Regions from separate parts of the Mus musculus genome. Here all the other regions are linked to region 1. The links are chromatin contacts, called in public Hi-C and HiChIP or PLAC-seq maps. All regions are on one chromosome and are shown on one strand. Each heading gives the region's core, a stretch centred on a gene start, on an enhancer-like site or on the middle of the called end of the contact. The rest is flanking DNA. Distances are from core to core; before and after follow the strand shown.

Region 1 (4,326 bases), core at 778-3,277:
TGGCAAAAACCTGCAACCCCACCACAATGGGGTGCCAGTTGAGTGAGGGATCTAGCCACCTTGCCTGGAAAAAGAAAAATACATATAAGTCATGATTTACCCTCATCTCCTATATAACAGTCAGAATAGCTTTAAGTCCTTCTTTACCCTGGCTTTCCTTCACTAGATTTCACGTGAGGTAAAAGAGAGAGCACCTACCTAGGATTTCCTAGGCAACGATGACTTTAAAAAGAGCTCAACCCAATCCAGCAGACAGCACTTCACTCGACAGCTATTACCACTTTCTACACACAAATAAATGAAAGGAAATTCCAAGCTTCAAACTTGAAAAAGTCACTGCTAAAAAACAATATGGGTTGCCAGCACTGCAGTATACCAGGAAGCAGAACTGCCTTTAATTAGTAAGATATTTTCCAGAAATAGATTTTATTAAATTTTAAAACCCTCTCAAACAAGCAAGTGAATACACTATATTAACAGTCTAACATGAGGGCTACATACAGAGGTAGAGCACTGGCCTAGGATCCAGAGCTGCCTTTCCCAGCACTGCAAAAAATACACAAACAGATATGCTTCCATTTGAAAAGCACTTCCTTAAAGGAAATGCAATAATCTTCCAAGTTATACATAAAAATCATTTTGAATCAACTATTTCCTATATACTTGGCCAACAGGCACACCTTAAATGTCAAAGTCTTTTGTCTAACAAGTTTCTTCCCCAAAACATATGGGTCGGTCTCTTTCAGCTGCTCAGAACACTTCTAACAAGAATCGAAACTAAAACTCATAAAAGCCCCCAAGTGTCAGGAACTGCTCTGGGGCCTAGACACTACTCATGTTTTAATTATACTAAAAAAAAAATTTAGCAAAAAACTTAAATCAATAAATCCTGTATAAACCCCCAACAATGTATTGGAGTCATCAAAATGACAGACGTCTTGAATAATACAAATTACTGCTCAAATCTAAAACAATCCCAAACCGTTAAAATTTTACTAATTTGGCTTGTTTGCAAGGAAAAAGGAAATTCACCTTAGTAATCCTACAAGCTGTGCACTGAAAAAACTATAACCAATTACACCAGATAAATTGTGGGTATGGTGGATCATAACTTGCAAGTGCCTTTTTTTTTTCCTAATCCTAGCTTTTCGGGGGTAGGGGTATCCTTCTGAGAATTTTTGTCTTTAAAGCCACTGACTCACGAAAATATTCCCAGGCCACTGCTCACTCCAACCCTGAGCATTAATTCTTCTAAGACTTTACAAATTTAGAAACCTTCCAATTCAAGCCTTCCTATAACGCACGGCATAGCGTTCCCTAGCATCCTGGCGTGGGCAGCAGCAGGTCCCCGGTCATTCCGCTTTGGAAAGGAGTTGTTCTCCCGCGGCTCGGAGATGGGGATGTGGGAAGATCTCGGGCTGGATAAGGCAGGGATGGGAGGGAAGCGCAGGGGAGGGAGGGCAGCGGAGAGGACCGCGGGAGGCGGATGGGCTGCGGGGTCTGGGAGGAGAGGCATGACGAGGGCCGCGGCAGCCATCCCCGGGAGCCTCTTCAGGGGCCGGGCAGACGTCGCTGACGCGGCGGCTTCGGGAAGGAAACCCGGTGCCCGTCCGGCCTCACCTGCAGGGTCACCTCCCGGGGGTCCCAGTGCGGCCGCAGGTGCCGCAGCAGGCTCAGGGCGCCGTCGCGGCAGCGCTGCTCCTCCTGGTCCTGCACCGTCACGTCGAGCTTCGGCACCTCGGGCGAGCCGGGCGGGACGTGGATGTAATTGGCCATGGCCCAGGCGACGGCGGACACGACCACGACGACCACGGCGACGGCGACCACGAGCGCGGCGGGCGCCGGCAGGCTGCTGGACCCTTCCGTCCCGGGGCGCCCTCGGCGGAGGGCTGCGGCCGCTCGGACGCACGGGCGGGCGGCGGGGGCAACCGGGCGGCCGGACGGGGTGCGCAGTGCAGAGACGCGGAGGCACGGCCGCTCTCGGGAAGATGCCTCAGTGCGCTAGACCGCGGGCGGCCGCGAAGCATGCCGGGACTGGCCTGACGCTAGCGTCACGCCGGGGGCGGAGCCTCGGCTGCGTCAGGCGGCTGGCGGGGTGGCGAACCCCGCGGCACAATGGGCGGGCCTCGGGGCTCTTGGGGATCGGGGTCTCGGGGAGCGCGCACCGCCAGGCACTCCGCTACTGTGGGGTTGGCTGGGCTCCTGCACCCGAAGGAGTCCGAGCGCGGCCGAGCCCAGCCGGAGCGCTTACGAGCCTTGCCGAACACTGCCGAGCCCTGCCGGAGCACTGTCGAGCTTTGCCGAGCCCTACCGGGGCTCTAACGAGCCTTGCCCGAGCGCTACCGGAGCCCTACCGAATTCTGCCGAGCTCTGCCGGAGCGCTGTCGAGCTCTGCCGAGCCCTTTCGAACTCTACCGATGAGCTGTGGAGTGCTACCCAGCCCTGTCAGGAGTCAAGGAAGCGTCACCTTTCTAGATCACTAGGGTCGTGGGCTCTGCTTACTTAGGGCTGACGTTCTTACGGGACGCAGAAGGCACGTCCTGAAATAACCCTAAATTTAAGCTGTGAGCTTAGCCTGGCCTCAACCGGCCAAGCTGGATTAATTTGCTCGCCTTGTTCCTGAAGCTGTGTGCACAGAACTACATGCTTGCTTGGTTCAGCAACCCAGTTCCCTTTGACGGTACATAGAAATCACAGTATTTGGGGCAAACTTTACGTAAAGTGAGAGTAAACCGGTGACAGTGGTGTGATGACCTATACCTGTCCTAGTTCTCAGGTGCCTAAGGCAGGATTGCCACGAGTTCCAAACCAGCCGGGCTACATAGTGAGTTCCAGGTTTGCCCGGGATATACTTAGTCATCAGCCGACCGATAATAGACGACTGAAACACTCATTTTAAGGGTCAGATAGTTGACGTTGCTGAGAATTATTCAAAGCCGGTTATATAAGGTAGAGACTCGGAGGGAATTGGAAGGAAAGAAAATTAGATCTGTCATGCTAAATCATAGCGCGTCCTGGGACTCGCACGGCTACATGAAACCTCCTGTATCAGAAAGGCTCTGCTCTTTGCTTGTTAGAGAAATACTGGCAACCGGATCATCTACAAGTTTTTGGTCCGCCCTTGTGCTTTCCTTTTATGACGGAGACAATGGAGGTGACTTTCACCTTGACTTCTGGCCTCCCCGGGGCTGAGTACAAGTGAATAACTTGTGAATGATCAAATGTTGTATTACCCATTAGCACACATTTATGTTCTCATTGTTCTGAATGAGGCTACATACCTTTGTAAGTCACAAATAAGTCTGAGATAATGATAAACTTCCTACACTAAAAAGTGGGAAATCCACTCCTGCATTTTTGCAACATTGTAAATTTATTGACCATTTTCCAGACTTGAGTATGTGTTTTTAAAAACCACTATGTAGCCCAGCAGTGGTGGTGAACGCCTTTAATCCCAGCACTTGGGAGGCAGAGGCAGGCATTTCTGAGTTCGAGGCCAGCCTGGTCTACAAAGTGAGTTCCAGGACAGCCAGGGCTACACAGAGAAACCCTGTCTTGAAAAACTCAAAAAAAAAAAAAAAAAAAAAAAAAAAAAACCACTATAGAATGCCCTACTTTCAGTACCCTGAGCGCACCCACACACATACACGCACACACACACACACACACACACACACACACACGGTAAGGGGAGTATTACAGGACACACTAGATTATGTATTCTATCTAATGAGACTAAAATAACAGAACACACTAATACTTCTACGTTTTGAGTAGTATCTCCTTATTAAATCGTTACATTTTTAAGAATTATATGGAATATAACTAAACAACTAACACCAAATTCAATTTAAATTAAAAATAAAATTTTAAGAAAGCATGCAAAAGGTCAGGCACAGGGTAACCCTGGCACTCGGGAGGCACCACAGATGATCATAAGGAACTCAGGAAATACGAGAGCCTGTTTCTAAACAGACAAACAAACAAACAAACAAACATACTAGTTCTTTTTCCTTTTTAAAAAAATAAGAATCTTTGTAGGCATCCCATGGCCGACCTGAAACTTGCCTTGAACTCACAGAGATCTACCTACCTCTGCCTCCTGCGTGCTGTGATTAAAACAAACCCACCCCCCACTCTCTGTCCCTCCCCCCCTCCGGCCCTCTCAGTCTGAAAAAGAATTCTAACTATGCAGCCCTAACTGGCCTGGAATTTATTAGGTAGACCAAGCTAATATGGAGCTCACAAACCCACCTGCCTCTGCACTCCTAAATGCTGAGATTAAAACCATGTGATGCCGGGCGTGGTGGCGCACGCCTTTAATCC
Region 2 (4,326 bases), core at 578-3,077, 2.0 Mb before region 1:
ATGATAAGATCCTATCAGAAAAAATAAAAAATAATAGCATTAGTAGGTGATAATAATATATTCCAGAGCCTCAGTACTTTCAGCCTGCCTGCCAGTCCTTGGGAGATCCCACCCACACACTTGTCTGATGACAGGAATGTGCATCTCCTCCTTGGGTGGACTTACAGCACTGTGAAATCTTGTCTGTCACACTGCTTTTATTTTGCCTCAAATTCTACCCTTCTTCCTCCCTCCCTCCTCTCATCATTTACTCTTACAGGGTCAGCTCTGAACCTGCACCTGCCTCCTTTGCATGCGTTCATCTTGCAGGCTAAACTGTGGGCCTGGGCCTGCCTTCACTTGTGCCCATCAGTAATTTACAGTAATTCACAGTTGAGAGCCCATGTTCCTCACCACCTCCCGTCTCTGAGCTATGACAACAGAACTGGAACTTGCTCTAATTTTTAATAAGAGGAGACAGAGGCTTCTATAGTAGACAGTGTGGCATCTTAGCTACACCCCATACTAAAGGATAATTCCAAATAACAGACCCATCAGTCACCTTTGAGACATACATACTCTCACATACACTCACACAAACGCATTCATACAAACACACTCACACACACTCTCATATACTCTCACACACATTCATACACACACTCAAACACACTCTCATACACTCTCACACACATTCATATACACATTCACACACACACTTCACACACTCATACACACACACTCTCACACACTTGAAGGAGCAAAACATAAAGAGCCTTGGAGATCCGTGAAGCTAGAGTGCAGCCTCCAGCCTCTCAGTGGGTCTTTCCTCATGGGCGGAGTTCCCCTGCTTTCTGTGGGTCTTTGTGTTAACCTTATAATAATATATTCCACAGCCTCAGTACTTCTAGTCTGCCTTCTATGCCACCCCCATGGCTCTTCCTCTGTGACCTTTTGGGCTCTGATACCAGTGACTGGGATGTCTGATCAGCATGCTGTGAGCACACACACACACACACACCAGACACACACACAAACATACTCTCCCAGGCCTCCTCAGAGTCTTATGCTGATATCCTACACACACAAACACATGCACACACTCACACACACTCTTACACACTCACACACATAGGCCTCAGTCTTCTGCTGAGACATCCTACAGACACACACACTCACATACACACATTCTCAAACACACTCACATGACATGCACATATACATATACTCACACACACACATTTTCTCACACACACTCACATGACATGCACATACACATATACTCACACACACTCACTTTCTCACACACATTCATATGACATGCACACACATATACTCTCACATACTCATATACACATGCGCACACACGCTTTCACATGTGCACACCCACTCTCACATGTGCACACACACTCATACACATGTACACACTCACACACATTGTCACACATTCACTCATAGCTGCTGTTTTGCTCAACCATGTGCAGTAATGCCCTCATCACCTTGTTTCTGGTTGACGTCTGACGCATTAATGAGTGAGTGAATGAGTGCATGACAGTGTGGAACAAGGCTGTCTACACTGGAGCTCAGTGTGTGACCTTGCCCAAGTCAGTAATACCCGGGCTGTATAACTAAATTCTAGTAAGTTAGATTTTTCTCTTAATATCTTGAAAGTGTACGATGAGACTTCTAAAGAGTGTGACATAAATTCAGAGGGACAGATCCTACAGCTTATCACTGTTTCCTCACCAGCTGGGATGCAGCCTTGGCCACGCCCACACTCGTGTAGTCTCCATAAGCAGCAGGAGCTAGGCTGGTGCCTGTAAGAAGAGGAAACACAGGGAAGGGCTGGAGATGCATCAATCAAAAGAGGAAGAAGCAGCAGGGTGGTGATGTGGGTAGACCAGCAAAGGACAGAGGCTGGCACGTGACTGCAGTCAGAGGCCCCGCAGCACGAAGTCTGCTCTGCACAAACGGAGGAGGCCCGCCCCCCACCCCCTATGCCTTCGCAGGAGCTGAGCTGCAGAAAGTTCCCCAGTCTGTAGAGTGCCCTTTCAAACGGAGGACTGAGTGTTTCTTTATGCCTTTTTCTAATGCCAGAAGCCCTGTGGTATATACAGGGCTGGTAATGATCAAGGCATTCCACCAAGCATGGATGCTTCAGAGCATGAAACTGGGCAAAGGGACCCTTTGGGGACAATGTCATGCTTGGTAAGTTCTGTTCATTTTGCACAGTGCACAGAATGCTGGGAGAACACTACCTAACATGTGGCACTTCTCAAGAAACAATCAGCCTACAGTGTTATAAAAGACTATAAGAAATAATAAGGGCTGGAGAGGTGGCTCAGTGGTCCTTCCAGAGTTCTTGAGTTCAATTCCCAGCAACCACAGGGTGACTTACAACCACCTGTAACAGGATACGATGCCCTCTTCTAGTGTGTCTGAAGACAGTGTATATATATATATATAATTTTAAAAAGAAAGAATAACAAAATAGATATCATTTTTAAAAAAAATATTATTTTTCCCCATGGAAGTTTTCAGTTTTCCCTCCAATTTTAGACCTACATACAACTGAAGGTTCTGGAATCAAAAGGCATAGGATTTAGCCAGGTGTGGTGAGTTTAAAGCCAGCCTGGTCTACATAGTGAGTTCTAGGCCAGTCAGCATCTTAAAATTTGTCAGCCATAATGATGTCTCACTGGAGATGGCCATAGAGAAGTGCTTTGCCTTGGGAGCCATATGGACCTACCTGATCAGCCTGCCTGGCTGGTTCCCTGGATTCCTAGTGGACCTGGGCTAACAGTTCCATTATTCCGACCTGATTTTCTCATCATTATTCTAAGGGTGTGCTCTCTCTCTCCTACCAGCTGATCAGACCTGACTGAATCCAGTCAGTTTCTGTCAGATGGCAATATGTAAGGCCTACTATAATATATTGTGATTTTTGTTCCCACTGGCTTTTCTAGTTTGTAGGCCCCACTTAGGGGCTTGCTCACATGTTGCCCTGGAGTTCATCGACATTGTACCTTGCATGGCAGAGGCGGCTCTTGCTTCCTCCTCCTTCTCACAGAGAGGTTTGCAGTCAAGGTCACCAGAAGCCATGTGCAAAATGTCTGATCCAGACTCTGCCAACGGGAAAAGGCGGACAGCAGGAGAGCTACACAAAAGAAGCATTTGCCTGGGCGCCACCTCTCGTCTGCACACACCTAAGCCGGTTGGTAACGAGAACGCCAATTTCCTCTCTCGCAGAGCTACTTACCACTTGACGTCACAGTGCTCTCCGAGGATGAAGTCTGTTCAGACGATGGCTGTGTGAGATACTCCCTGACAAACGGACACAAGAAATATCTTCAACACGCTCGGCAAATAACTCTCTTAAAGCCCAACTGAAAACACATCCAAGTTCATAAATGTGGCAGACCTGAGCTGTGACGGGCTCTCGGAATACAAGTGGTCAGCACCATTCTCCTGCAGGGAACAAGGAGACACATGGTGAGGGATCTACAGTGACCATCCCAGGAAGGTCGCTTTAGGCACGTATCCCCATCAGTGCTAAATGAGTCACTATTTACGCAGTGAGAGGGCTTGCAGCGTTTGCCGAGGACCCGAGTTTGGTTCCTCGGATGTCAGCTCTGTAGAACCTGTAAGTTTTTCTCCAGGGGATCTGATACCCCCTTTCCAGCCCCAACCCTGCCAGCACCTGCATGTGCATGTGCATTCATTCACAAGGACACATGGACATAAAATTATTTTTAAATTAAATATTAATTTTTCGTGTGTTCTCAAATACTAAAAAAATAAAAATAAAAAAGCTCAAACTTCAAAAATAAGATTCTGTGTCACTGCTTAAGCTTCTATTAAATTTCCTCACAACTCTTACTTATTTTTGGTTTTGCATTTTAAAATGTTTGGTTGATAGCTGTAGATATCTCCACATAGTGAGATGTTTTGTTTCACGTAGCCAGCTGGGGTCATTATCAGATGCTGAAGAACTGTTCTGTATCACCTACAGGATGCTAAATGAGGCTGGCCCTATCTATGCACTATTTAAATACATAGTGATTACAGTTTTACGTATATACAGTATGCACATGAAAGAATCTATAAACCGGGGAAGTTTTAAATATTGTTCCATTTCATTGGCTATCATAGTTTATAAAAATCAAGAATTGAGAGGCCTAACATGACTGCCTTCCAAAAGAGCCAACAAGCAGCTGAAAGAGTCAGATGCAGATATTTGCACCCAACCAATGGATAGAAGCAGCTGACCCCTGTGTTGAATTAGGGAAGGCTGGAAGAAGCTGAGAAGGAAAGCGACCCTGTAGGAGGACCAGCAGTGTCAATCTG
Region 3 (4,326 bases), core at 798-3,297, 2.0 Mb before region 1:
TCCGACTCATAATTCAAGTGTCTGACTCAGAACTCGAGAGGCCTGGGTGGCGGTGGGGGATGTGTATGTGTGTGTGTGTGTGGCTACTATCCTCACTCTTTGCTGTCCCAAGTCGACCTGCTATGTAGAGCATTGTGAAAATGTGAACTGCTCTCTTTGCCCAAAAGTTGATTTTCACAGGTGTTGAGAGAGACCTTCATGTAAAGACATGGTCTTGAGCAAAAACCCATAGGTGTGCCTTCTCTGGGCAGGCAAAATACACCCATCTACATGTGTTCCATGAATTCTGGTAGCTCGAGAGCAGGTGCATTGAGGAAGGAAGTCCACACATGAAAAAAAAAAAAAAAAAAAAAGCGCTTCTAATACCATTCCAACCAATTGTCTCTGGAGGCTGGGCTGGAGGACCATAACCAGCAAGGAACCCCACAATGGCCTTTGGGATGTGTCATAACTGTAGACACTCCTGCTCAGATGCCACAGGGAACCCTTGAGAAGGGGGACCCAAATTCTTACTTGCTCACAAAACACTGAGATGTAATATCAATTTCATCAAAAGACAGATGTAAGTGGCCGGTGGGTTAGTGCTCTGAGCATGGGCTCTGAAGCACCAAACTGGGCGCAGCTGCTTATCGGTGCCTCCACAGGGTAGCTCTTCTCACAAGAGACCCTTCTCCAAAGCCTCCTGAGCAATGACAACACTGTACCCTCCCTGATTTAAAGAACAGTTTTTATTGCTTTCTGAAACATTGAAAACCAGTGAGCTGTACAAACCAAGACAGTAACAATAAAATATTGAACAATGTTGCTATTCTAAAAGGAAGCAATTCCTTAAACGCCTCAGCCACTTCCTCAGGCCAACAGTGAAAAAGGTACAGAAATTCACAATAAACCCAGACCAAGCACCATTTGGGTCACGAGATAAATGAACTCTTATGTCTGGAAAAAAAAAATCTGTCCCACTAAATTAAGAAGTTCACTGAACAAAAGCAGCTGTCCGGTAAACGGCGAGGCACGCAAGCTTTACAATTTCCATTTCATCTTTGTAGAATAAAGCAGGTTTATAAATAGCCTGACATTTGTAATTTGACACTTGTCTTCTCACATTATTCTTGGTAAATGCTCATAATAGGCCTTTGGCTGGCACACAAAATTCTAAATACCCGTTTCAAAGGTAAAGTATATTTGAGCAGAGGAACGCACACAGTTTAACCCCAGCACTCTGGAGGCAGAAGCAGGTAGATCTCTGTGAGTTTGAGGTGAGCATAGTCTACAGAGAGTTTTAGGTCAGTCAGAACTACACAGTGAGACCCTGTCTCAAAAACAAAACTAAAGTGTGCATATATATCCATACATACACACACACATTTATATTAAGAACACATTAAAAATTTTAAAGCAAGTTTACATGTGTTTAATATTGATACACACTCTTGCACACAAGGGTAAGTTGCCTCTGAGCTAAGTAAGCCCCAGCTCTGTTTCATTTTAAACGGAAAGATAGCCATAGACAAATCTAGCAACAGCCTGGGGTGCGGGGAGCAGGGGAGGGGTCTATGGCCCTGGCCAGAGGCTGAGATCCCGGGAGCGAGAGCGAGCGATGCTAGCTAACCCTTCCACTGGCTAACCCAGCAGCTGGGATCCAGGAAAGCGGCAGAGGCTCTTCCTCCTCATCCTGGGCGACATGAACCAGAGTAGAATGAGCTACTTACACTGAACGCCCCTGGTCTTCAGCTCCTGAGTCTGAGTAGTGCTGGGGACTGTGATCTCCTTCTGGAATCGCTTCCTCTAGTTCTTGTAGCAGAGGCTTGCCTCATGCGCAGGCCCCATCCTGATCCCCCTGACCCATATGCACAGGTCAGCCTGGGTTTGAGCCGCGGGAAGGGCGCTGGATGCTTGTTCTTAGGCACAGGAAACTGGAAATATGCTTTTCTTCTCAGGGAAATGATAAGCGTAGGCTCAACTTCTGCAATTCTGTTTGCACGGGCGGGCGCAGCAGGCCCAGATCCTTCCACCCAGAGAGTCCCTAGAAGCAACTTAAGCTTTCTGTACTCCCCTCTTTCACCAGAAGGCTGTTAACACCGCCTCCTCTGCACCCCTGCACCCCTGCACCCTTGCGCCCTGCACTTCCTCTGCGCAGGCTAAAGGCCAGCCTCCTGGGACAATTGAATAGTTCCTTTTTTCCCCCTCCTCCATTTTTGCTTCACATTTTAAGGACATCTGAGGTGATATCCCTGAGTTTCATATTGCCAAGGCCTCCGGACCCCTGGCTCTATGTGCTCTCTGGCTATGGACCTTCTTCCTAGTGGGCACATCTTGCAGCCGCTTAGCAATGTCTAATGGTTTCTGAATGAAGTCGAAATTTTAAAAAAAGAAAGGGGGGGAGGGGGTGTGTGGAGGGAACGACAGAAACACCCTGAGCTTTCAGTGACACTTCAGTCACAAGTCACTCTGAGAAACTGTGAGGAACTCAAACTTCTTTAGAGAGGACCTGAAAAAATGAAAGCATTTAGAAATACAGGCTCTTGAGTAAAGCAACCCCAGAGCTCACAATCAACTCCACAGCTTCCTCGGGCTGTTTCGGATGAGCACGTGGCATGACTGGCTCCCCACGAGCTCGCTGTGACACCTGCGGCACACAAGTAGGATGTTCTACATTGGGAGCAGGGTGACAAGTTTAGTTTTTACACACCAACACGAGCTATTTAGAGGAAAGTGGGTGCGGAGGGAAATGCGTCTTTGTTTCGTTAACCTTTCTCCTTTGGACTGTCAATCATAGGAAACGGGCAGAGCTTTAGTACCGGAAGTATCTCCCCCAACACAGCTGGAAACTCACTGGATATTCCCACTGTGAACTCAGAGGTCATTCTCTACCTCTTATCTCCCACCACAAATGTCCTTGAGCCTTTAGCACTTCTCATTTGGCTCCCACTCTCCGCTAGCCAGCAAGACTAATCTGTGGCGTACTGATGACTCAGTGGTTACCAGGAACTGCTTGAGTACAAACCTTAACCCACTGGGCCCACCCATTTTGAATTAGGATCAAAGTGGGGGGGGGGGGTAGAGGGAAGACAGCCATCAGTCCCAGGCTCCTTGCAGTTAAAGCCTAACTGTGTGCCTGCATAAAACAGCACTGCTTATAACATCAGAAGCAAGAAGGACCACGGCCCTTTCAGCATCGTTTTGTATATAGAGGCATTCCCCAAAGCTGCTTGCGCGACCGCCTACAGTCGCTTATGCTCTGTAATGGCGCTAAAACAATATGAACAATGTATATTGAAATCTACACTCTTAAATATTTATAGTTCTTACTAAAAGAGGTAATGCTCTTTTGAGATAGGATCTCATATACCCCAGGCTGGTCTCTAATTTTCTATGTAGCTGAGAACTTCTGGTCCTCCTTCCTCTACCTCCCTAGAGTTGGAATTACACACATCCACCACCTAGAGCAGCTTGTGCTCTCATGCTAATTTATGTTACCCAAAAACCTGTTTGCAGTGTCCTGCATGTAGGCTAAAGGAAGCCTACCCCCAGCTGGCTCTGATTGGAAAATAAAGTTGCCAGTGGCCAATGACTGGGCAAGGAGACAGAGGCGGGACTTTTAGAATTCCAGAGTAAGAGAGGAGGAGGAAGAAGGGATCCCACCATGAGAAGGGCATAGGACAGACTATGCCAGGAAGGAGCAGGGGGGAGAGCAGGCTGAAATGTAGGTACGAGGGGGAAAGCAGCCCCAGAAGGGCTGCCCAGAAGGGTCTTGGACAGCAAAGATAAAATATATATTTAGTAAGTGTTAACTCAGGAATATCAGAAGGGAGTGTATGCTAGCTTCGGGGCAGTTTAAGTGCCATTTATCTAGGTAAGGTATATTAAAAATAAACCAACGTGAGCAAAAAGCTAACGCGAACCTACCAGGAGTATAAAGCAGAATTTTAACTATTTGCTGAGACAACCACTAAGTCTAATTTATTCAGTACAAAGACTGGACTTGAACCCAGGGCTTTGAGCATGCTAAGCTGGCATTGCTGCCAGCCAAACTGTCTACAGCCCAGTTCTATGCTCGTACTGTTTGTGTGTATGGTATTGTTAACTACATCATGTATGGTGTTGCCAATGTCAGAGTGTATACAGTACTGTTAGGTACAGTGTGTACAGTACGGTTAAATGTAGGATATGGTATTGTTAATAACAGGTACTGTGTCATGCAGCAGATGTCAGGAGGTCACTTGTCACAATGGCCTAAGCTTTACACCTGATGAAAAGTAACTCTGCCTTCTTCTCCTCAGCCTGTAGCCACCCTACTCTCTGCCTTTTGGAGGCTTAAGCTGTTTC
Region 4 (4,326 bases), core at 763-3,262, 1.9 Mb before region 1:
TTGTCGGCTTTTCCTCACATTTCCCATCATCTCCACTGTGTACACTGGCGAACCTGGCCAATGCCTTTCCACAGGTAATTTGAGGGTGAGGCAAGAATAAGGTAATGTTTGGGGGTGACCTTGGGTGGTTCCCCTCAGAGGAAGCACTTTCCCAGCTGGGGCCCGTTGAAGTAGAGCCACTGACTTGCTTGGGGAAGTCTCACCACTGTATTTTCACTGGAATTTCCCAGCTTGACAAGAACCGTCATTTGCATCTGCACCAGGGAGGGTGGAGGTCTGCTGGTGGACCGGGGTCGTGGAGCTCATTTATGCTAAGTTGTACCTGCTGGCAGGGAGTGGTGTGAAATCAAAGTGGGATCAGGCACACCTGTCTTGGTTCTTATCCAGCTCAAGGCAAGGAAAGACACTGACGGGTCGGGGTGGGGGCAGAGGAGGGGCATGGGGGGGGATGGGATGGGACCTCGAAGATATGTCCACCAGTGTGTGTGTGTGTGTGTGTGTGTGTGTGTGTGTGTGTGTGTGTGTGTGTGTGAACTGACCACATGGATGAGTCCACCTCTATGTGTGTTGGGATGGAGGTGGGGAGTGGACCGACCATGTGGATGCTGTCTGCCAGGTTAACCTCACCTGAATATCCTCACTTCAGTCAGAAGTATGGAAGATTCCTTTCTCCTCTTCTCTTCTCTCCTCTTCTCTTCTCACAGTAGTAGCCCAGGCTGGCCTCACATTCATGATGCAGCAGAATGCTGGGATTATGTGCATGCGCTATGGTTTATGAAGTGCTGGGAATTGAACCCGTGGCCGTGCACTGGGCACGCACTCTACCATTCCTAGCTACACGCACAGCTGTAGAAGCCATTTTGAAATTTTATAAGATAATACAAATCCGAGTTGCTGTGTGGTGTTTACGAACATACAGGAGGCTGTCCCTTCCTTTTCTGGTTTGAAGACATGGTATATAAATTGTGCAAAATATAACAGCTAAGGCAGTAAGTGCTTAGGACAGGAATGAGGCTGCATCCGTGGGGGGAGGGGGGACGAACCCCATTCAGCATCCTACACACACTCTGATGGAAGTAGGGGCCAGGTGGGTGGGTGCCGCTGATTTGAGTAGGTAGTCAGAGTGAAGAAATGCATGCATGCCAGTCCTTCAAAGAAAAGAACACTCAGCTGAGAGATTCAAAACTAGCGAGTGACAAAACCCAACTCTAAGGCAACAAGGAAGCAAGCCACGATGGGGTGGGGATGGGGGCTCCTAAGCTCAGGACCTGAAGCTGCCTCAAGTTTGCAGTTTTAAAGAAACCCACAGATGCTCTGCTGCCATCTGCAGACTTACTTATAAGGTTGACGTTTCTCTTTATTACACACAGTGCCTCCCACTGAAAAGGGTCATAGTGTGTGCCTTTCGCAGGGTCTCCTGTAGCCTAGGCTGTTTTTGAACTCATGGTGTAGCCTGGGCTACATGTAGCCCATGCTGACCTCAAACTACTCAAGAATGACTTTATGAACCCCTGATCCTCCTGAGTGCTGGGTTTACAGATTTGCACCCCCACACCAAGTTTTTGTAGGGCTGGGGATCCAACCCAGTGCTTCATGTACACTAAGCAAGAACTTGAGCCACTAAGATATATATATACACATACATACATATATCATACATATATCCAGGATTGTCACCTGCTTTTGGTCCACAGAGACCAAAGCCAGTAACACCCAGAGGTCCCCACCCCTCCCCTCCCCCACCCCTAGGCAGAAAGGAAACAGGGCAGAACCAAACACAACAGTTTAAACCCACTAGACCATATCGCTTGACTAACAGTTAAGACAGACTTCTGGCTTGCTCCAGATGAGCATTCATGAAGGTTTCTCAGAACAGCAGAGGATGGTGGCTGACCATAAATCCCAGCAGAAATGAAGAATGGAGAGTCTGCAGGTTATCCTATCAGTGTACCTCAGGGTAGACTTCTCTATTTTTGAAAGACTTTTGTATGTATGTCTGTGCCACATCTGTGCAAGGGTCCATGGTCAGAAGAACCGTTAGATCCCTTGAAGCTGGAGTCGCAGGTGGCTCTGAGCCTTGTGTCACGGCTGTTAGGCCTGAGTTCCCGCTCTTCCTTCCTCCCCCCTCCTCTCTCCTCCTCCTCTCCCCCTCCCTCCCTCCCTCCCTCTTCTTTCTTTCCTTCTTTATATACTTTTTGAGCAAGATCTCTTGAGCGCAGCTTATGTAGCTGAGGGTGACTCTGAACTCCTGATCCTCCTGCCTCTGCCTCCTAAAATACACGAATTACGAATTCGGGTTCCCATGCTCTGTGTTTGTTTGTTTGTTTTCCGAGACAGGGTTTCTCTGTATAGCCCTGGCTGTCCTGGAACTCACTTTGTAGACCAGGCTGGCCTCGAACTCAGAAATCCACCTGCCTCTGCCTCCCGAGTGCTGGGATTAAAGGCGTGCGCCACCATGCCCAGCAGCTCTGTGTTTATTTTTAGACTCTGTATAGCTCCTCCTCCTCCTCCCCCTTTGTTGCTGTTCTTATGTGTTTTACATTTTGTTTGTTTTTTTCCCCAACATAATATTTTTATTAATTACTTGGGAACTTCATATCACACTCACTTCCTATTCCTCCCTGGTCCAACCTCCCACCCTTGTGTCTTCCCCCAAAAGATAAAAGAAAGTCCACCGAGTCCATTTGTATTACCTGTATAATCACTGGAGCACGGTCAAACACGCAGCCCCTTAAAGGAAACTGAGTCCTTCCCTGCCCCCACCAGACGCCATCAGCTGTGAAGAGCTACACTTCAGAATCCTTATCATGGTTGTTCAGGACTCTTTTCCACAGCTTCCTGTCTGGATTGGTTATTTTGGGGGGTGGTGTGTGTGGGTGTGTGTGGGGGTTGTCAGTCTTCTGTGTCTCTTATTCCCAGTTACAAGTCTGTAGTCATCCAGACTGCAAAAGAAACTTTCTTGCCCTTATCAGCAGGAGGCAGCAGGAGCCATGAACATCACCATGGCCTCTGGTGGGATCACAGACTACAGCCTCTCCTTTAAACCTCTAAACATGCAAACCGTTTAATAAAGGTTTGTCAAGAGACTAAGACATTTTGCGGGATTATTTTGCTTGGTTTTTTTTTTTTAATTTTTTTATTGAGTTAGATTCACATTATATAACCTTTGGTGGCTGTCAACTTTAGGCAGTACAGGTTGGCCTTGAACTCCCGATTCTCCTTCCTCAGCCTCCTACCCCAGTCACAGGTGTCTCCCTGGATTGCTAGCTTCATTTTGAATTTCTTCTCTCCTGTATTGGAGTTTGAATCTAGGACCTCATGAATTTGAAGTAAGCACTATGGCATACTTCCAGTCTTGTTTGTTTGAGACAGGCCCTTACTGGGTAGCCCAAGTTGGCCCCAAACTCGCAGCAATCCTCCTCCACACCTAACTTTATTATAAAATGTTGTTAGCAGTTACCAAATTTATAGCTGTAGAGATTATACCAGTGCAGCCTCACCAGCACCTGTGGTCCTGTGGTACCCATGACCTCATGACGACAATTGTGCCAATCTTTGCCAATCTGACAGGTGAAGTAAATAAAAATATACATACATATAAATCCAGAATAAATTGGAGATCATGATAACTAGGTACAATGTAGATTTATCTACATATAAACCCAGAAGACATTGATAACTCTTACAATATAGATAGGTCAAATGTCATAAACACTGGTGAAGAAATCCAGTTAAAATGCTAGATGCTGTGAAAAATATGAATCAGAATCGCCCTCTAGTGGTAGCTAGTTGGAAAGCAATGTTTCTGAAAATATTATGATTTATTATAATGTGCTCAATTGTGAATAATAATATATTATTATATGACATAATATTGTTATGATTTGAAAATATTCGAATGATGTGGAAATAATTCATATTACTGTGGAACTATTCAAGTTTCAAAACACACAACACAGTGTAACTGGGTTGTTTGTTGGATTTTTAAAACTAGAATCTTGGTCTATCACCCAGGCTAGGCCTCAGACTTGGAATTCTGCTACAGCAAGCCTGTGGTATTTAGCTACTTCACTGCCATACCCTGTGAGAACCTGGCCTTCGATAGGGGGGAAGATTGAAGATAAACAGTTCCTAGGGACTAGAGAGTTGGCTCTGTGGTTAAGGTCACTGGCTGCTCCTCCAGAGGACCCAGCTTCTGCTCCCAGCACTCATTGTAACTGGTGAGTATCTTCTATTATCTGTAGCTTCGGCTCCAGGGGACCAAACATCTTTGGTCTTGGGTGGCATTTCTGTATTCACATGCACACACACACACACACATACACA
Region 5 (4,326 bases), core at 1,106-3,605, 1.9 Mb before region 1:
GACATTTCATACACGTTTATAACATATTTGGACCACTCTCCTCCCATTAACCCCTTTCCTTTTCCTGACAAGTTGTGCTATTTTTAAAAGTTGTCTTTATGGTTATTTATAAGGCAGGTGGCATATTTATTGGATAAAGTGACTCCTTTCCCCCTGGGTTATTGTGGATCAGGTTTCCCTTTTTAGGGTTTGTCTTCCTCCCAGCTTCTAGAAAAGCCCAAAAGGGAAGAGAGACTGACAGCTACAATGGGAGTGTTTGACGGGGAGCCGGGGGTCTTTGCGCCCTCACACCCTCACTGGTGTTTGTGTGTGGCAACTAGGAAAGTGTGCCCCCTTTCTCTGGCTGCCTTTGCTTCTGACACAGCAGAAATATCCTAACTGCAGCTTCAAGGCCTCAGAGAGGTGCTCAGAGCACCAGAGACACAGAAGACGCTGCAACAGCGACTTCCTCAGTTATCTCCTGTCTGACACCTTGCCCACACAGTCTCACCATTGAAGAAACTCTCAGAGACAAGATGGTTCCCCCAGAGCTGGGACGAAACAGGTGTGGATCTGTGCACAGTCTCCCTCCCAGATGAGAAGACATAGAGTTCCCAAGCTCTTCATCCTGCAGGGGGAGAAGATAAGTTCCTATTGAAGAACAAACACCTTTAATCTCAGCATCTGGGAGGCAGAGGCAGGGGGATCTCTGTGTTGGAGGCCAGCCTGGGCTATAGAGTGAGTTCCATGACAGCCAGGATTATGTAGAGAGACTGTCTCAAAACAAAAACCAACCAACCAACCATATTCAAACTAGCCCCACTGCTCTCAGACCGGTCTCTCTGACTCAGTCATGTAGTTTACCATCAGTTTATTCTAGGGGCTCAGAGTCCTGCTTGGTCCTCCTGATAGAGGGAGGTGGGGGGCTTTCAGGTGATGTCCTTACCCACAGACAGTGTGTGTGTGTATGTGCTGTATGTGTATGTTTGTGCATGTGTGTGAGTGTCAATGTATGTGTGTGTGTGGGTGTATGTGGTGTGTGTATGTATCTGAGTGAGTGTGTATATGTGAGCATGAATGTGTGTGTATATGTGCATATATGTGTATTTGTGAGTATGTGTATGTGTGAGTGTGAATGTGTTATATGTGTGTGAGTGTGTGTGTGTTTGTGAGCATGTGTGCTTGTGTGTCTATGTGTGTGAGTGTGTGCATGTATGTGTGTGAACATGTGTGTTGGTGTGTGTATGTGTGTGTGCCTCACGCACATGTGTCATGGCACAGTAGTACAGTGTGCATGTCGGAGGGCAGCTTTCAGAAGTTGTTTTCTCATCTCACCTCTATGAGGCAGTATCTATCTGCCATGTCATGAGCTCCAGGCTAGCTTGCCCACCAGCTGCTGGCTGCTCTGTCTTCTTCCGGCCTCTCTATAGGAGTGCTGGGCTCACACGTGCCACATCCTGCCACATCTGGCTCCTTCCCATGTTCTGGGGATTCAACTCAGGCAGTCAAGCATATGTGGCAAACAAGCCGGTTCACTGGCCCACAACTGCTTCCTGGGCTTCAGCTATTTACCACCTGGGTCTAATGGAGAGGGCCTGAGGGCAGGCAGTGCGTGCTAGAGGCAGGTGTGGTGGAGACTCAAGCAAAAGGCAGCTGCAGAGTCTGTCAGCATCAGCTTGTTAGGCAGAGAGCATAAAGTGTGCAGCCAGCTAGAGTCAGGGCCCTCTTCATTGTCACTGAGCGGCTGCCAGCCTCTGTGTCACAGGTACAGAACACTGCAGTGGTCAGCATCCATCCTGGGGGATCCTGGCTTGTTGGTTTGTTCTTGCCGTCTTACATAGTATAGCTGAATGGAACTGACCTGTATGTCTTCATGACACACGGCCTCTGGGACTTGGAGTTTCTGATAATCCACTGCCCTCACTTCACGACTTTTCCTTGTGCTAGAGAAATTTATAGTCTTCCTGTATTTGTGGAAAAGGCTGTCTTCTGTCTTGTATCCATTTGCCAAAGATTTATCTTTATTTTATGCACATGGCCGTTTTGCCTGCTTGTATGTGTGCACACACGCACGCACAGCATAGAGGCCAGGAGAGGGCACTGGATCCCCTGGAAGTGGATTTATGAACAGCTGTGAGCCTCCATGTAGGTGCTGTGAACTGAACCCGGGTCCCCTACAAGAGCAGCCAGTGCTAGTAACTGAACCACCTTTCCAGTTCCCTGTTGTCCATGATGTGAAGTCTAAGTTCTCTCATCTCCTTTTGATGGGACTTCTGCTGTCTCTGCCTGCCTTCTGTTGTCTATTATGTGCTGCAGAGGCAGGCACCATCACAGCTGGCTTCCCCATGCCCACCTCTGCTCATGGGCCTCACCTTTTCTGGAGTGCCCAGCAGGCTTCACAAAGACTTGAAGGGGGTGGGTTATGTTCTAGGAGGCAGGCTCTTCACTCTTCCTGTGAGCAGTTTCAGCAACTGCAACTGACAGCTGTGTTTCTCCCTCTGAAATCATAACTCAGAAAGCAAACCAAAACGGAACTTAAAGTTCTTTTAAATTACAATGATTTGTTTATGTTGTGTTGACCGTGCATGCCGTAGCATGTCTGTGGAGGTCTCAGGTCAGCTTGTAGTGGTTGGCTCTCTTCTTTCCACCACGCGAGGCTCAGGGACCAGACTCAGGTAGTCAGCTTTTCAGGTGTGGCAGCAAACAAGCATTTATCCACTGAGGCATCTGTGTCCCATCCTTTTATCCCCCACACCCAAATTTAAATACGCATTCTCAGTATATTCTTTAAAAAGCTTTGTGTCACTAAGCTTTGTTTGGGTGACCTTCTGGGATGTGGACACAGGTCTATTTTAGACTCTTAAGAAGGATGTCTCACTGTTGGTTACAGAGGCATGGTTTCTCTCTTTATTACAGCCATCTCTTGGCGTCAAGAAGCCTTCCAAAGCCCTACTCTTTGTGATCCTGAGCCCCGTGGGACCTTATTTTTCTAGTGGATCTTTTACTCCGGTGTCCCTGTGGGCCAATCCAAAGTACATCAGAGCCTGGAAAGGTGGGACTGGAGACTGCAAGATGGGCGGGTAAGTCGGTCCCTGTGTCCTTCCTGTATAGTGACAGTTGTGCGCTTTCAATGGCGGTGTGCTTGGTAGAGTTCACAAGCGAGTAGCTGTCTGTGGTTTAAGATTTAGCTTTGTAAACGTGTTAGTTGTTGGAGGTGTTGCTTGTGGCCCCTCTAAGGCAGCAGTGTGGCATGGGTATTGTGTCCCACTCGACCGGCAAGAAAGACGCAACAAACTGGAATCTTCCGTGGCAAAAGCTTTATTGCTTACTTCTTCAGGAAGACCTTGAACCGGGAAAATGGCGCCGCCTTTATAACCCGCAGTGTGACGTTTCAGCACCCCGATATGGCGTGACGGCTCCTGATTCGTTGCTCGCCCATCACCCCACTATTACACTCCGAGAATGGGAGTGACTAGGCGTGAGTTCACTCTTGCACCTGCGTACAAGGCTTGTTTACTAGTTAGGCACAGCGGAGGCCAGCGCCATCTTATAATGGCGATTGCTCGCGGCACGGCTCTCCACACATGGGCATGGAGCAGTGACTTGAACCAGGGTCCTTTCCAGCTAGAGACTGGCCCTGGGGATGATGCTTTCACTTGGCTCCAGGGAACCCTGTCTGGAAAGGTGACTATTTCACTGTCTGCTTAGCCACAGATGGCAGGCTCACCTGCTGTGAAGGGGCAGAGGAAAGCCCTGCTTTGGCTCTGCCTGGCCAGCCTCACCGGCCATCTGTAGCTGGCAGGAAACAAAAGAGGGTTTGAGATGTGCTGGCCAGTTTCAGCGTTGACTTGGCTCTGAATTCAGAATGTCCCTCGGTGGATACAACAGAAGGAGCAAGTATCACGGACTCGTCCCTGGTCTGAATCAACTGGTGACATACAGAGATGCTCCTGGAAAGTGACTTTCAGTGATGTTCTGAGAGGTTTAGGAAAGTCATTGCCCAGGGATAGGCCTCTGATATGAGGGCTGATGGCAGCAAGATGCGAAAGGTATCCCACAAGCCCCATGTGCTCCCCACCCCCTACAGAGCATTTATAGATGACCAGCTTCTCTAGAAAACTGTAGCTTGGGCGCCTCAGGTCAGCTTCCTCTGTCTTTGTGTATGCAACACTGTTGCGTCTCACCTGAGCGGTATTTGCTACAGAATTAATTCTAGCCTCCCAGCTTAGCAGTCACCAGCACTTGCTGCTCTTCTAGAGATCCTAAGTTAAGCTCTCTGCCCCCGTGTCAGCAGGCTGGCAACAACCTGTAACTCCTGCTCCCTGGGATCTGAGGCTCTCTCATGGC
Region 6 (4,326 bases), core at 870-3,369, 1.8 Mb before region 1:
GATTGCCTAAAAACAAAAAATCCTACAACACAGCCTGTGCAAGCACTGGGAATATTGACCTCAGTTGCTATACGGTTCTGCAGTTGGGAACTTAGGGAGATAGAGCTGTAGGCTCGATTGACCTGAAGAGTATGGCCATTCTGACCACCCACGCTTCGGCTGGACTCTCACAGGCACGGAGACAAGTGGGTGTTGTGGTTATTTAGTAGCATGGCTGCCCAGCCAGCTCTTCCTGGCACTTCCATTCCTTTCTTTGGCTCACAGTAGGGTGCAGCAGCATCACATGGGCCGTGTGTGTCGCCGTGGAATGGTCTAGACTGGCAGACCTTGATGGGGTTGTGCAGGAGGAACATTGATTGACAGCCACCTTCAGTGTGGTCCCCACCCTGCTCGCCAGCCCCCTTCCTCTGCATCAAGATCTTCTCCCCTGCATGTACTCTAGCCTTGTTGCTTCTCCAATAATATACAAATAACAGTGTCATATACTTCACAGTGATAAGGCAATTACATGAAATTGTTTTTACAATGTCTTAGTTCCCCCGTCCATCAGGAAGATCTCAGTTGCTAAGACCCTTAGTCTGCATTATTGCTGTGTGGAGCTTGTGTCTGCTGTGGAGGCCAGAGGCCTAGTCTACGTTGGATGCCTTCTTCAGTGGCTCTCCATCTTGTGTTTTTGAGACAAGGTCTCTTATTGATCCTGGAGCTCATCTGTTTGGCTGGGCTGGTTGTCTACAAGCCCTGGCTGTCTCCCTGTCTCACCTTCTATAGAGATGGAACTGCAGAAATAGTTCATTACTCTCAGGTTTTACAGTGGTGCTGGAGACTGAACCCAGGCTGTGAGCTCTTTGCTGACTGAACATCACTTTCCCTATAACATCCTCCTGCCCCCCACCCCACCCCCCGTGTGTATGTGTGGGTGTGTGTTCAAGAGAGAGGGAATGGATGTAGGTAACACACAAGTACATGTTCCAGTGTGCAAGGTGCGTGTGGAGGCCAGGGGTGTGGGATTCCCCTGGGTGGTTGTGAAACACTCATTGTGGGTGCTGGAAACTGAACTCAGATCATATGTGCCCTTAGCCAGTGAGCCATCTCTCTAGCGGCCTCCGCCAGCCTTATTTCTACTGACTCCTACATACAGAACCCACCCAAAAACATGCAGAATACAAAAGGGAGAAAGCGTCTTATTGATGCGATTGATATTTGCAAGCAGAGAACTTAGCATGCCACAGTTATTTATTGTGCATCTGCGGCTCTAACATATAACCTTACTTGGAGGCTGAGGACCATTTTGCTTCAGTCGAGAGAGGAAATGGTCTATTAGAGGGCAGTTATGGATGTGGTCTGTCCATCCCTAAACAAGGCAGCAGTTTAATTCCCAAAGTCTCACATCAATGGTAATAAGAGAAGAGAAACTTAATGTGACCACCATTGTTACAAGTAGGCCTCATGGGGAATGACTTGATTAGATGAGTTCATTTGGGTGGACCCTTCATGATGGAATCAAGTTCTGGTGGCTTAATGAGGAAGTGGGGAAAGAATAGACAAGTGCAGAAATAGACCCGCACCCTTACTGTGCCACAAGGCAACCCCTCAGTAGAGCTTGCTTGAGCCTTCTGGACCTTCAGCCTTCAAACTTGTAAGTTAAAAAATGTTTCTTTATGAAGTTAGCATACCTCAGGTATGTTGCCATAGTAATGCAAACAAGATACAACAACCCAGAAGAATAAACAAATAAATGTTCATGTAGCTAAATTGTTGCCAAAGAAAACCACAAGGAGACATGAAGACATTCAACACAAAATGTTTGAAAGGCAACATTGAAGTTGAAGTCAGTCCTGTGAGCCATGAAGGGGGAAGGAGAAAGCTCTTCCTAGTGGCAGACTTGCTGTGGCTCTTGGAAGACTTGCCATGGCAAGGTGTGTGAGGGAGGTTTGAAAGAGAAGAAATTGGCTTCCGAGGGGGCTGTCTGTCTGCATTCTCCTTACCAGCTTGCCTGACCTCTTGGTTCAACTGCCAGGAACTCAAGTGTCAGCATGGCAGAGGAAGCCACACTAGAGTGGCTTCAGGGTGAAGTTCAAAGGGCTGGGGCACTTCCCCCACTCTTCACACATGACCACCCCTTCGCCTCCTGCCTACAAAGCATGCATCAACTTCAGCTTGTAGCTCCTCAGCATCTGTCTACCTACATCACACTCCCACCCTCTGAGGCCAAGACTCTGTCAGGATACACCTTTCACTCTCAAACCGTAAGAGTTTGCAAGCTTTGCTTTTAGCCTGAATGATCTTGACTTAATTGTTATTTCTCAACTGTTAACTGAACCTAAAACTTTCCAAAGAAACCTATAAATCTTGCTTGAGTCAGAGACCTAACAGGTTTAATCGAAAAAAAGAACCAAAACACCCCAAACTCAAACAAAACAAAACAACCCCCCCCCATAAGACAATATCAACACTAAATCAGAGGCAACTTCGAACACTGAAATATTTTATAAGCTAGGGATGGTGGCTCATACCTGTAACACCAACACTTGGGAGGTGGCAGCAGAGGATTATGGGATTGAATTCACTGTAGGCTGCGTGGTGAGTTCCAGGTCAGCTTGGACTACAGAGTGAGAATCTGTTCCAACCAAACAGAAAGGAAAAAATAAAAGAAAGAGGAGTAACACAAGTTGGAGATGAAGTGGGAGAAGAAGGAAGGAACTCTGACAACCCTGCACGTCAAAGGGCGCTTAGTTGAAGCACCTGTCCCGAGGAAAATCTTTTGCTGGCGGTTGCTCATCTCCATATCGGATCCTCGGCAGCCAGAATCATGTTGATAGCACTTGAGACAGTTCAAAATTATTCTTCACTTCTTAAAGAATTTTTTTATTTTTGGCAAGGAGCATACATTTCTTGTTTCAAGCCTAGGAATGAATACTATACCCCCTCTGCAGGGGTTAAGTCTCCGATGGCTGCAAGAGCTAGACAATTGAGATCTGTGTGTCAGCTGAGAAATGAGGATTAAAGGTTTAATTCTTTCTTGGGGGCTCCCTCGTGCTTTCATTCATAATTGGGATTTGTTTTAGTTTTGGTAAGAGGCAACATTTTATTTCTGGGCAGGGAAGTCCTATGTAATAGAAAATGCTAGAAGACAAAGGCTTGGGAAGAGAGGGCTAAGAGCAGGACACACTTGTTGGGCGTGGTATTGTGACAAGCTGAATGTTCTTGTTTGGGGCCCTTCAGGACAGAGCCCAGGATCCCTCTTCAATGCTGCATTCCTGGGAGGCTTTGATTTGACTTCTTCTCAGTCCTGGCTAACCTCAAGTGCCCGTGACTTCCAGCCACACTGCTAAAGGACACCCTCTCATTTGGTCACACCGACAACGCTGGTTTCAAAGGCCTCCATAGTATTTTTTTTAAACTGTTCTTCTGTAGCCCAGGCTGGCCTCAGATACTCCACATAGCTGAGGATAGCCTTGAGTCACTGATCCTCCTGCCTCTGTTTCCTGAGTGTTGGTATTACAGGCCTGTAGAACTGTGCCTAGTTTGTGCAGTTCTAGGGATTGAATTTAGGCTTTCCTGCATGGTACACAAGACCAGAGGCATGCTTGCAGGACCCCAACTTGCTCTCTATGGTACCAATACTCAAAAGGGCCAAGGAAGTCTCTTTTGCAAGGCCGTTGTCAGGACTGGATACCCATGTCTCAGGGAATGTGGCTTCTTGGTACACTGTGTTGAATTGGTTGAGATCACTCATGTGGAGGGAATAAAATTCTTCTTCTGCCTTTGAACTAGAAAGGAACAGACGTATGTGTACATGTGTGCATGTGTGAGTGTACATGTATGTATATGGGCATGCATGCACGTGTGTGTGCACACGTGTGCTCATGTGTGTATGTGCATGATTATGTCCCCTCATTGCACTTTACAATATGAATTTTTCCTTTATTTTCTTTGAGACAGAGTTGCAGTCTATGACCCAGGTTTGCCTGGTATTCATGTAGACTTCATGGCAATCCTCCTGCCTGGACCCCTTAACTGCTGGGATTATAACCAAGTGCCACCAATACTGACTGACTCAGTGTAAGCACTTGGACTTGTGACTGTGTCTTGGGATGGTGACACGTGAACTGTGGTGCCAGTGCCCTGGGATAGGAGCTCTGTGGATTCCTTCCTGTTGGTCCCGTGCATCTCTGAACCTTGCAGCTGCTTATTGAAGAGATTGGATTCCCTGCCTCCTCTGCCTTTGGAGAGGGCCACGCCGTCAACTGGTATTTCAGAGACTGAATGGGCCTTAGCTGGTACTGTAAAGTCTTAGCTCCCTTACGTGAAACAAAGTGCACCATA
Region 7 (4,326 bases), core at 840-3,339, 1.5 Mb before region 1:
GCACACGCAAACTGCACACTGTACCTAGAGACAGAACTAATAAAGAGATTGATCTTAAAATGGGCTGAATGTGATCCCTTTAAAATATAAAAGATGGGGCTGGCAAGAAGTCACAGCTAGTACTCAAAGCCAAACCTGATGACAAGAGCTTCATCCCCAAGACCTACATGGTGGGCAGAGAACTGATTCCTATAGCTCGTCCTCTGATCTCCTCGTGTATGACATACTGTGAAAGTATACAAACGTGGGCATATGAATCACACACAAACAGAAAATTGTTATTTTTAATTTTATTACATTCACATATAAGAAGAAAATATAAAAGATGCTGAGGAAAATCAATTTACAGCCAATGTAAGCGTCACCAAAGCCAAATTATTTTGAGATAGCCACTAAATATTCAGTAGCTCATCTCAACAAGAAGGTCCTTTGGCTGTCTAGTGTCCAATGCCCTTGTAGGCAGATGACTGTGTTTATAGGACAGAAACATCCATGCTCCCTTAAAACAAAGAAGCCCCTGGGTCCTTGGAAACTGGAGTACCAAGTATGCTATGTGCTGTTGTCCCGTTGAAGAAGGTGGGCCTCACAATTACCATCTTACCCAAGTGGAAAACTTTCTGTGCATTTGAGTAACCAAATTATGCTTCCAGAAGATGGGGATGTCCCAACGATGGCCAAGTTTCTGTGGTGAGTGACTCAGAAGAGCCCAAGAGGGCTTTCACTGAAAGAGAAATTAGTTGTGTGTTGGGCTGGGACTGGGGGAGGTGAGTGAGCTCATGAGGTGTGTCCAGTTTCCAGACAATTTCTGAGCTGTGCCTGCCTGTCATCATTTGTAGACACAGGGACACTCTCCTCTCTGCTATGACTGTCGATCACTAGAGAAGCTTAATGCTTTTAAAAGGAAAATCACTCTAAAATATCTCTCCTTACTCAGCGAATGGGAGCAAGAGCTTCACTGTGACTGAGTTAGAGCTATCGTACATATTGTCTTGATCTCCAGTTGCAGTTTAGTCACTACTTTGGAATAGTGGTAGTGAGGAAATAAATTTCATATGGCTACTCACACGTACCTATGCATGTATATTTGCATATTTCTACACGCATGCCTAGGCAATAAACTTGTAAATATGATTTTACATTAAGGAATAAATATGTGGACATACGTATTATGTATCAACGTGAGAGCTGTAGTGACTTTTATAAAATGTGGGTCTTGCAGCCCAGGCTGCTCTTCTAGAACGTCTAACCTGCCTAGGCTGGCTTTGAACTTGCAATCCCACTTTAGCCCCAGAACTGAGGGGCTATGGTCTGCACCATCCCATTTGGCTTTGGAGTAGCCTCTTGCTCACGGGGTGCTCTTACTTAAAACTGTAAGTACATATACACCACGGGTCAGCAACCCGCTTGTACGTTCCTGTGTCTGACATGGTTATTCAAGGATATTCTATACAAGTTAAATTTTGTATCTTGCTCACATATATACCCTGAACTGTAAATCTGTTGAGTGAGTCTTAAAAGGCAGAGTCTATTCAAAGTAAAAGAAATATTTAATCAAATAAATGAGAACATATCCCCCAAACTTAAGCTTTTTGGAATGAAAAACCTTCAAACTTTTAACTTTGTACATCTACTTGGCTTGTAAATGCACTGGTTGCCACACATACTGAAGTTTAATTTTAATTTTAAAAGGTGTACGCTTTCTCCTTCCCCCACCTTCCTCAGCCTTCTGCACTGATCGGGGACTCCGCGCATCTCTGCTCAGGTGTGTGTGCCCTTGTCTGTGATCTGCTGGTATCAGATGTTATTTCTGATACTGCCGTGTGTCAGCATTTCCAAGATAGTGTGACCCATGAGTGAAATCAATCTTACTGTGTTCTCTCTCCCAAATGAAAGAGGTCTTGGTTTCTTCCATCTTTCCTCTGAGGAGTTACACCCATCTTTCCCTCAGTGACAGGGGAAACTGTCTTTTAAGTGCAATTTCTGTTTCTCCCCTGATGTTTTTCTCTTGTTTATGTTCTGCCTTTGGCCATGTGGAACTTCTTTCAGGGTTGCACGTACAGCTTATCCATGCATGAGTCTCTGCTTCAGCTGCTGCTTCCTGCCGTAGAAGCTGCCGTTGTCGGACGGGGCCTGACGAGGGTGGCCGTGTTGCTGTTATCTAACTAGAGTTAGAGATAACTCTTCCATTCAAATGCTTTCTTTTCTTTTAAAAAATCTGGCATCATCTGTGGCCATGGATGATCCTGTAAGCAGCTGTGCTGATGAATAAGCAAAGTTCTCCCCATCACATTACGTAGGATTGTCAGAGTAATTTACGTTTACAGAAGTATTGAATTCAGATGCGCGAGGGTCTCACGCTGGCTACAAGTCACCTCCCGAGCACACACCTCCCCCGTGCACGCAGCCCCAGTGCAAACACATCCCCAGTGCACACTCTTGCTGGTGGGTCCTTTGAGGTGGGAACTTGGTCATGTGCATTCATTGAGCCTTTGTAGCTAAGTTACTCTAGTCTAAGTTGCAGAAGCACTTTTCAGAAATAGACTAGTTAACACTGGCCAAGTTAAAAGATTTCTGTCTGTGTATAACAGGCATCTAGTATGCATTAACAATTATGATTATTTTAGCCAACGCCAGCATCTAGCACAGACTTTTCTTATGTTGACTAATCTCTTAATAAGTAGATATATGCACAGTGAGTAACTGTCTGACTGTCCCTTTATAATGTGGATTTTTATAGAATGTTTCCACTTAGTATATCTTACTGAAATCATAATATATGCAAGCATTGTACTGAGGCCTTCATACTTAAAGGTGTTTTTCTCATATGGTGTTAATGTGGATTTTTATTGAATGTTTCCACCTTGTATATCTTAGTGAAATTGTAGTATGTGTAAGTGTTATACTGAGACTTTCATACTTAAAGATGTTCTTCTCATATGGTGTTGGTGAATCTTCCATCACTGGGACAAAACACGCGACATAAACAACTTAACATAGAAAGGTTGATGCTGGCATATGGCTTCAGAGGGTTCATTGCAAGTACTCTTGGCTCATCCATGGGTAGAAAGAATATCATGGTATCATGGTGGCCGGCGTGTATAGAGAGGAAATTCTTTATCTTATGGTGGGCAGAAAGGAGAGAGAGAGAGAGAGAGAGAGAGAGAGAGAGGGGGGGGGGGATGAGGTGGGGGAATGAGAGACACACACAAATAAATACTGGGGATCAGGCATAACCTCCAAGCCTTGTGCCCCTGTAATCTACTTCCTCCAGGAAGGTCTTAATATCCAGTTTCTACTACTATCCCCAAGTACTATACCAGCCATAGATCAAGCATGATGTAATGACATGAATAGAAGTTTCTAGAACTGTCTCGGTATCAGCTCCTTTTGCATTAGTAAGCAGGATGGACTAGACAGAGCTACATCATGTTCTGATTTACTGTAAGCGAGAACATGGTGGAAGGAAGGGGTAGAGAGGAAAAAGTGGAGAACATACCCAAGTTTAGCAATGAAAATAAGAACTGCTGGTAGGTGGTGTCCTGACAACCTCTCCCTTCACACCAGAAAGGGGACAGAATGACCATGACTGGAACAGGCAACCCAGGACCCAAGCAGACTCACCAGGGGCAGAAACTGTTTTGTCTAGAGGGAGTTTCTGTTAGCAACTTGGGATTTTGTGTCAAATACAATGAACTGTGTGTTGAACTGTGTTCAAACAGCACTCATGGTACATGCCTTGGGAAGCTGAGGCAGGAGAATTGCTGAGAGTTTGAGCCCAGCCTGAGGTACACAGTGAGTTCCAGGGTAGACACAGCCATAATGGAAGACACAAACCAAAATCTAAACAATTATTGGACTATTACACTGTTAATTGCAGATTTTTTTTTACTTGAAAATGTTTATGAACTTTTTTTTTCAGATGGGAATTTCCCTTTGTGATTCACCAAATCCCAGGCCAGTGCTCTGGACTCTAAGGCATTCTGGGCCAGGAAGATAGCTGTCAGTTAAGTGCTTACCTTACTAACACAAGCATCTAAGCTCAATCCTCAAACCCATGTGAAGATGCCCAGTCCAGTGACTGGAGGTTTTAATCTGGTACTGGGGAAGTGGAGACAGTTGGATTTCTGGGGTTGCTGTATATCCACCCAGCCTACTGTGGGGGGGGGGCAGGGCATTCCAGACCAGTGAGAGACCCTGTCTCAAAACACAAAGTGGAAGATGCCTGAAGAAGAAAGACCACACAATAAATGGTTTCTAGCATCTCATGAACCAATGCTGATGTAAAGCATGGTAACACTCAAGAATGAAGGGAGAAATACACACACA

What was found. Hi-C and Micro-C count contacts between places; a contact is called where the count stands out from the background. HiChIP or PLAC-seq counts read pairs in DNA pulled down with a chosen protein or histone mark.
Region 2: an H3K4me3 HiChIP or PLAC-seq map of bone marrow-derived macrophages shows a contact between it and region 1, with 5 times the contacts expected there. The contact joins the enhancer-like site here to the promoter of Etnk1 in region 1. A contact is called at or near these places in 1 of 39 promoter capture datasets (maxillary cranial neural crest), 2 of 115 datasets of contacts at active chromatin or transcription factors (bone marrow-derived macrophages and thymic regulatory T cells) and 2 of 9 other capture datasets (embryonic stem cells and macrophages).
Region 3: a contact with region 1 is called in an H3K27ac HiChIP or PLAC-seq map of embryonic stem cells, with 6 times the contacts expected there. The contact joins the promoter of Lrmp here to the promoter of Etnk1 in region 1. A contact is called at or near these places in 9 of 39 promoter capture datasets (the C10 cell line, the HPC-7 cell line, cranial neural crest and 5 more), 1 of 484 Hi-C or Micro-C datasets (B cells), 6 of 115 datasets of contacts at active chromatin or transcription factors (embryonic forebrain, embryonic stem cells, large pre-B cells and 2 more) and 1 of 9 other capture datasets (macrophages).
Region 4: a Hi-C map of B cells shows a contact between it and region 1, with 6 read pairs. The contact joins the enhancer-like site here to the promoter of Etnk1 in region 1. A contact is called at or near these places in 4 of 39 promoter capture datasets (cranial neural crest, embryonic stem cells, maxillary cranial neural crest and 1 more), 1 of 484 Hi-C or Micro-C datasets (B cells), 5 of 115 datasets of contacts at active chromatin or transcription factors (embryonic forebrain, embryonic stem cells, large pre-B cells and 1 more) and 1 of 9 other capture datasets (embryonic stem cells).
Region 5: a contact with region 1 is called in an H3K4me3 HiChIP or PLAC-seq map of pro-B cells, with 6 times the contacts expected there. The contact joins the enhancer-like site here to the promoter of Etnk1 in region 1. A contact is called at or near these places in 8 of 39 promoter capture datasets (3T3-L1-derived adipocytes, the C10 cell line, cranial neural crest and 5 more) and 11 of 115 datasets of contacts at active chromatin or transcription factors (embryonic forebrain, embryonic midbrain, embryonic stem cells and 5 more).
Region 6: an H3K4me3 HiChIP or PLAC-seq map of pro-B cells shows a contact between it and region 1, with 8 times the contacts expected there. The contact joins the enhancer-like site here to the promoter of Etnk1 in region 1. A contact is called at or near these places in 5 of 39 promoter capture datasets (the C10 cell line, cranial neural crest, hippocampal neurons and 2 more) and 4 of 115 datasets of contacts at active chromatin or transcription factors (embryonic forebrain, embryonic stem cells, large pre-B cells and 1 more).
Region 7: an H3K4me3 HiChIP or PLAC-seq map of pro-B cells shows a contact between it and region 1, with 5 times the contacts expected there. The contact joins the enhancer-like site here to the promoter of Etnk1 in region 1. A contact is called at or near these places in 2 of 39 promoter capture datasets (cranial neural crest and pre-B cells), 1 of 15 datasets of contacts at CTCF or cohesin (large pre-B cells) and 3 of 115 datasets of contacts at active chromatin or transcription factors (astrocytes, large pre-B cells and pro-B cells).

What each region holds. Positions count from the first base shown.
Region 1 is chr6:143,164,931-143,169,256 of GRCm38.p6, reverse strand. Etnk1 (ethanolamine kinase 1) reads right to left here and starts at 2,027. Exons shown (of 8, transcript NM_029250.2): 1 at 1,621-2,027. The coding sequence starts at 1,776.
Region 2 is chr6:145,146,757-145,151,082 of GRCm38.p6, reverse strand. It overlaps Lrmp (lymphoid-restricted membrane protein), which reads right to left. Exons shown (of 19, transcript NM_008511.4): 4 at 3,401-3,447; 5 at 3,239-3,303; 6 at 3,006-3,104; 7 at 1,726-1,796. Among named protein-coding and RNA genes, the nearest start is that of Lrmp, 27 kb to the right of the region's middle. Within about 2 kb of position 1,827, at least 45 of the 459 cell types and tissues checked have an H3K27ac peak or open chromatin away from gene starts, as enhancers often do. A contact at or near this core is called in bone marrow-derived macrophages and thymic regulatory T cells, where this site is marked.
Region 3 is chr6:145,119,490-145,123,815 of GRCm38.p6, reverse strand. It overlaps Lrmp (lymphoid-restricted membrane protein), which reads right to left and starts at 2,047. Exons shown (of 19, transcript NM_008511.4): 1 at 1,710-2,047.
Region 4 is chr6:145,088,092-145,092,417 of GRCm38.p6, reverse strand. No RefSeq gene overlaps it. Among named protein-coding and RNA genes, the nearest start is that of Bcat1, 14 kb to the right of the region's middle. Within about 2 kb of position 2,012, at least 39 of the 459 cell types and tissues checked have an H3K27ac peak or open chromatin away from gene starts, as enhancers often do. A contact at or near this core is called in B cells and pre-B cells, where this site is marked.
Region 5 is chr6:145,017,925-145,022,250 of GRCm38.p6, reverse strand. Bcat1 (branched chain aminotransferase 1, cytosolic) reads left to right here. Exons shown (of 11, transcript NM_007532.5): 6 at 2,896-3,059. Among named protein-coding and RNA genes, the nearest start is that of Gm26666, 27 kb to the left of the region's middle. Within about 2 kb of position 2,355, at least 40 of the 459 cell types and tissues checked have an H3K27ac peak or open chromatin away from gene starts, as enhancers often do. A contact at or near this core is called in pro-B cells, where this site is marked.
Region 6 is chr6:144,920,739-144,925,064 of GRCm38.p6, reverse strand. No RefSeq gene overlaps it. Among named protein-coding and RNA genes, the nearest start is that of Gm46721, 22 kb to the left of the region's middle. Within about 2 kb of position 2,119, at least 40 of the 459 cell types and tissues checked have an H3K27ac peak or open chromatin away from gene starts, as enhancers often do. A contact at or near this core is called in pro-B cells, where this site is marked.
Region 7 is chr6:144,685,649-144,689,974 of GRCm38.p6, reverse strand. Sox5os3 (SRY (sex determining region Y)-box 5, opposite strand 3) reads right to left here. Exons shown (of 3, transcript NR_040519.1): 2 at 1-36. It also overlaps a transcript of Sox5 not described here. Among named protein-coding and RNA genes, the nearest start is that of Sox5os3, 15 kb to the right of the region's middle. Within about 2 kb of position 2,089, at least 18 of the 459 cell types and tissues checked have an H3K27ac peak or open chromatin away from gene starts, as enhancers often do. A contact at or near this core is called in pro-B cells, where this site is marked.